2 separate regions of the Mus musculus genome follow, and region 2 is linked to region 1. Evidence: chromatin contacts called from public HiChIP or PLAC-seq data. All regions are on one chromosome and are shown on one strand. The core of a region is the stretch at or near the end of the contact, and the rest is flanking DNA. Distances in the headings are between cores, read along the strand shown.

Region 1 (2,700 bases), core at 20-2,519:
CTAAGGAACTCAACAGCCCTAATCAGCAGGAATTATCCTAACAATATCATCGCCCCCTTTCCCCGCCATCCTTTTCTCTCTTCTATCTAATATTAAGGGGTTGAAAAAGTGGAGAAGGGTAAAGAAAAAAGCATCCACAAAATAGCCGAAAGGACAGGCTATAGGGCTCAGCAGGGAAACCCAGAGAACATGAGAAGAGAAAACCCCTGTGCTTTGTGAGGGGAGGCACAGCTGAGTCTGGTAACCAGACAGCAACACTGGCTCTAGCCAGACAGGAACATACAAGGAAAATCTAAATGTAGAAATTCCTATCGGACCATGGACTCATGTAGCATACATCTTAATCAGAATCAGTAATGAGGTAAGTCTAAAAAGGCCTTGAGGTAGAAACAAAGGCAACATCTGGCCTTCAAGTGGCTGTCCTCCACTGTTCCACCCCCCTTCCCTTAAAAAATATTATATATACACATATACATACATACATTAAATATAATATAAATACTCAATTATATATACATATTTATATTTATATATCCATATCTCCCACTTTTGTTCTTCTCATCCCTGTCTGTTCCCATCACTCTGGGTCCTTTCCCAGCATTCACACCAAGGTCTTGGTAGCAGCTCCAGCCATGGGGCTTGGGGCTGTGGCTTGGTATCCGTGCTTCATCAGAAGCATACCATTTCCCTTCCTTCCCTAGCCAATGTCAGAACCAGCCATCAGGCCTAAAGAAGGAGGTGGCTTCTCCCATGACACCCCTCAGACTGTGGTTTTTACATCCTGTGCTGGTGGCCTTTGTACTTACCCCATCCGGAGCTTTCCAGATGTGGTAGCCAACTTTTGTTTTTCTTTCTCCTAGAGCAAGACACAGCTCTGATAATATTTGTATACTATTTGAGGAATGGATATTTTCCTTTAAGTCAATATTTTCAAAACTTTTTAAACCCCCACCCACACAAAGAAATACATTTTATATTATGAACAGTTTACACACACATACACACACACACACACACGCCTTACCACAATTTTCAGGAAATAATACTCACATTGTTGAATGTGCTCTGGTATTTTCTTTCATTTCAGTTTTTTACAAGGCTTCCTGTGTGGGTTTGGAGATGCAGCTCGGCGGTAGAGCACTTGCTCAGCAAACATGAAACTCTAGCACCGACACCAAAAAGCACTTGTTGGGACCTTAAGATAGAAAGCTCTGTCCTAAAGAGCAGAGATACTCCGGTCACTGTTAAACTGAGAAAGCTTTGCATCCAAACCTGGTCAGATTAGGATTAAGCTATAATCAAATGAGGGCTCTGGCCAGTCCTGCTTTGCAGACTGTGAACTTGACCTTGTTGCCAAGGAAGGAGCCTCTCCAGGGTTAGCTGACAGTGGCGATGGCCTCATGGTCTGGATATAGGACCTGCTTGTGCTTTTTGTATTTTTCCTCTTTGGTTCCTTGTATTTTTTCCTTTTGTATTGTACCCTTTCGTCTTTTTCTTTTTCTCTTTCTTTCTTTCTTTCTTTCTTTCTTTCTTTCTTTCTTTCTTTCTTTCTTTCTTTTTTTTTCGGGACAGGGTTTTTCTGTATAGCCCTGTCTGTCCTGGAAATCACTTTGTAGACCAGGCTGGCCTCGAACTCAGAAATCCACCTGCCTCTGCCTCCCGAGTGCTGGGATTAAAGGCGTGTGCCACCACACCTGGCCCCTTTTCGTATTTTTCTAGGGAGACTTAGAGGGATCCAGCAGGCCATGGAAGGACAAAGCAGGCCACTGTCTCAGAATGACAGAAGCTGTCCTTGGCCAAGGAGTAGAGAGTTAACAGTGGGTTCATAGAGCTCAGGAATGCCTACAATAGCATGTTTAGATTTACTAATCTAAGAAATTAAGAAAACAAGCCTGGACTTTAGAGACGGGGCGGGGGGGGGGGGGGGGGCGGGGGGATACAAAGTGGCTCTTAGGCCTAGAGAGGCAGGAGGTGATTGGACATTCAACGGGAATAGTGGCAGGTGATAAGCAGTTGCCCCTCCTCCTGCCTAGCATAGCCTCACCTTGAGCAAGAGGTGAGAGGAATGCAGGGCTGGGGAAGATTATTCCAGTCTTCCATCCCAATATAGCAACATTCCAGCTATAAAACCTTTTAGTCAGTTAAAAATAACTTCATAAAACATAATTGATATATAAATCATGAAATTACACTGCAAAGTGTTGTCATGATTCTGTTTGTGTCCTGGTAACACTACCTACACATCTTGTACAGAGAAAGACCTTGCAGACATGGGGGTGGGGGAGCGGCTACTTTCTAGCCATTCCGATAGGGGGCACTCCACCTCCATGAGGAAAGCTGATAAGAACGATCCAACTATGATTTGGCCGAGGCTAACTTACCAGGGTCTTTGTTCTTTTAACTTTATCAAATACTTTCTAGGATAGCAGTGATCAGTCTGTCAAAGGGACAGCACTGGGCTGGAGAGATAACTGATCGCTCTTTCAGAGGACCTGAAGTCAGTTCCCAGCACCTACTCCGTAGCTAACAGTCCTCTGTAACTCCAGTTCCAGGGGAACCTGACACCCTCTTCTGGCCTCCTCCGACACAGTATACATATGCTACACAGACATACATGCAGGCAAACCCACACATTTTTTAAAAAAGATCTCAAGGGTGGGAGAACGAGGGGGAGGGAATTTAAACTTTTTGAGTCAGGGT
Region 2 (2,837 bases), core at 147-2,646, 200 kb after region 1:
TCAATTTTCACAGGCTTATCATCAATCTTCCACTTATCCAACAAACCACTGCGGCTGCTGCTTGTCCCGCAGCTGGGGCGGCCACCAGCCCCACTACTGCCTCCGCCACCACCAACTTCTCCCTCCTTGCGACGGCACTGCCGCCATCTTGTCTCTGCTTTCTCTCTTTGGTTGAACAAGCAGTTGTGCTACCTTTGGAAGGCCATTGACAGCATGGCTTCCCTTTGCATCTAGCAGAAACAGCTCTAGGTGGCTGGGTGCATGTCTTTCTGTCCTTTTTCCCAGTAGGTGAAAATGCCATGAACATGGGGCTCTGGTACTACTTATCTGAGGGTTCTGGAAAAGATTTATTTATTTGTAATGAATTTGAGTGCTTTGCCTGCATGGACACATGTGTACTGTGGCATTAGACCCTTGAACAGAGTTACAGACGGTTGGGAGCCACCATAGAAGCTCTGGGAATCAATCTGAGTCCTCTGCAAGAGTGCCCATCTCTCCAGCACCCGTGAATGCGTTCTAAAAGGGCAGATGGGGTTTCTTTGAGGTGCAATGACTTTGCTATTGCTTCAGAAGAGCAGCCATAACTAATGCATAATTTCAATGGGCTTCCTGTTGGGAGCACAGCAGGAAGATCCTTATGTCTCCAGATCTCCAGAGAAACCAAGAATGTTAAGCACACAAGACTGTTCCTTCAAAGGCTTAGATATAAAACTTGTTTTCCCACCCAGAAAGCTGGGAATTGGAGGTGATTGATTAACAGCCTGGTGATCTACATTATCTGTTGGGCCAGGCCATAGCAAGCTCCTACAATCAGGACCAGAGTTGGTTAATAGCCCAAATGACTTCTGCATTATCTGTATGATCAAGACCAGACCCTTAAACCCTTAGACCCTTAAGCTAGTCCAGGTAGCCTACCTCTACCCCCTCCCCCCCATCTTCTTGGAAGAAATGGCATATACCCTAAATCAAGTTTCAATATAATTATGCTTTGCTGTGCACTGGGGATCCTATTAACCAGGAAACTTTTTCCCAAATTGTATTGTGTTTTAAATATGCTGGCAATGATCCTCCTGTCACCAGACTCCCCACGTCCAATCCTGGTTGATGAAGTCAGTCTGAACTGGGTTTTCATTCTCAGACTTCTTTGTTTCGCTTCCCTGTTTGGACAACTGCAGGGTCTGCCCCGCCCCTCCCTCAGGCTTCCTTCAGTGGATTGTCTGCTTATTTTAGGTCAGAGTCTCGTTCCCACATCATTGCATTTTACCATTTTTCTTGGATGCAAACTAGAAACAATCATTTGTTTGTTTTTTTTTTTTTAATGGCCCTTATGCAGTACCTACTATCAGCCACTTCCCCGCTGCATCACCCCAGCCTCCATAATGACTTCTAAGTATTATCTAGTACTGCTCTACTGCACTTTTAATTGCTCTGACCACTTACTGCCCCTCCTCCTGTCTACACAGAACCCATTGCTGGACCGTTTTCTTATAGACACAATCGTATTCTAAGCAGGATTGCTGGCTAGAGATGTACATCTCAGGAATTCTGCTCCTGTGTTTCTACACTGTGCTGCTGACATGGGGGCCAACTCCATTCCATACCTTTCTTCTTTGCCCTTCAGTGGGTGACATGTTGTGTGAATTTGTTTCTTTCTCTGTCTCTGGGGGCAACACTGGGACTTTCCAAATGAGTCGTGGGTTGTGTTTCTTCCCCTTTTCCGAGCTTCTTCCTTATTCCGATTCACTTCCTCACCTGTGACTGGCAGCCTTGGTTATGGATGCCCTTTTGTTTTCTCCTTCTCTGCTTTAAAAAAAAATCTCTTCAGGGTTTATGCCTTTGGAATAATGTTTTTTCTTTATGGACTTGGGGCCCTCCCATCTATGATAAACTACTTCTAACATGTCTGATCTGCCTATTTCATCTCTCTGGTTTTTACTTCATGGGAGGTGGTTTGGCCATTTCCCTCTAGGACGTTGTTAATTTCATGTCTCCAGTCACTTCCTCCTTGTTGGATGGAACAGAGTTTTCCATCTCAAACAAGGGAAAGTTACCAGCAGGGCCACTCAAAATTTGTTGGTGTCTTGATCAGGTCCAGGACTAGACTCTGGGTGACTGATATGACTGAGCAGTGTGGGATGAAGGAGTCTGATGGTGGACAGACCTTAATCCTTACTGTGAAGACAAGACAGGATTATTGATATATAGCCTAAAACTTACCAGGCTCTGGGATGGGCTCCATTTTTTACTGAGATTATTAAGTTTAGACAATCTACCAATATCTTATAGACATCAGTGAGATAGTCACACAATGTCCAGTCTTAAATACAAATTTTAATATCTAGCAATGCTTGGTATAATGTTCCAGGAAAGAGGTATTGATTTGTAATGATAAAACTATCCTTCTTAAGCTTTTTGGTATTATATACAATAAATTTTGTTTAAAATATTAAAGTGTTAAGTTCAATGAAAGTATAGTGTATATGTAAGAGCAAAAGGGAGAAGAGCTCCATTATCCATGCCTTGCTTCCTCAATCACTGTAGAACTTACTTCAACTATAAATTGTTCTCCAAATGCCACCACCCCAAGGACTTATCTATTCATCTCAAACCTACTATCTATGGATTAAGCTGTTCTTTTGTGTGGGTAAATTTCTCTCTATCCCTACTGACTACTGCGTTGTAGTTGAAGCTGTCTCCATTTTAGCTCCGGCTATTTAAACCATATGCTACTTGAATCCCTTGATTGCAATGGAAAGTTCATCTCCTTTCTAAACAGCCTTGGAGCTGTATCCAACAAGCAGATCAGAGGTCAGTAATCTCTTGCTTGGTTTCCCCAG

What was found. HiChIP or PLAC-seq counts read pairs in DNA pulled down with a chosen protein or histone mark.
Region 2: a contact with region 1 is called in an H3K4me3 HiChIP or PLAC-seq map of bone marrow-derived macrophages, with 3 times the contacts expected there. The contact joins the enhancer-like site here to the promoter of AI847159 in region 1. A contact is called at or near these places in 5 of 39 promoter capture datasets (the C10 cell line, hippocampal neurons, liver and 2 more), 1 of 484 Hi-C or Micro-C datasets (B cells), 3 of 115 datasets of contacts at active chromatin or transcription factors (bone marrow-derived macrophages and microglia) and 1 of 9 other capture datasets (embryonic stem cells).

The regions. Positions count from the first base shown.
Region 1 is chr2:129,179,404-129,182,103 of GRCm38.p6, forward strand. It overlaps AI847159 (expressed sequence AI847159), which reads right to left and starts at 1,270. Exons shown (of 3, transcript NR_045264.1): 1 at 1,051-1,270; 2 at 807-856.
Region 2 is chr2:129,379,250-129,382,086 of GRCm38.p6, forward strand. It overlaps the pseudogene Spcs2-ps. Among named protein-coding and RNA genes, the nearest start is that of Il1b, 9.5 kb to the left of the region's middle. Within about 2 kb of position 1,397, at least 58 of the 459 cell types and tissues checked have an H3K27ac peak or open chromatin away from gene starts, as enhancers often do. A contact at or near this core is called in B cells, bone marrow-derived macrophages, macrophages and 1 more, where this site is marked.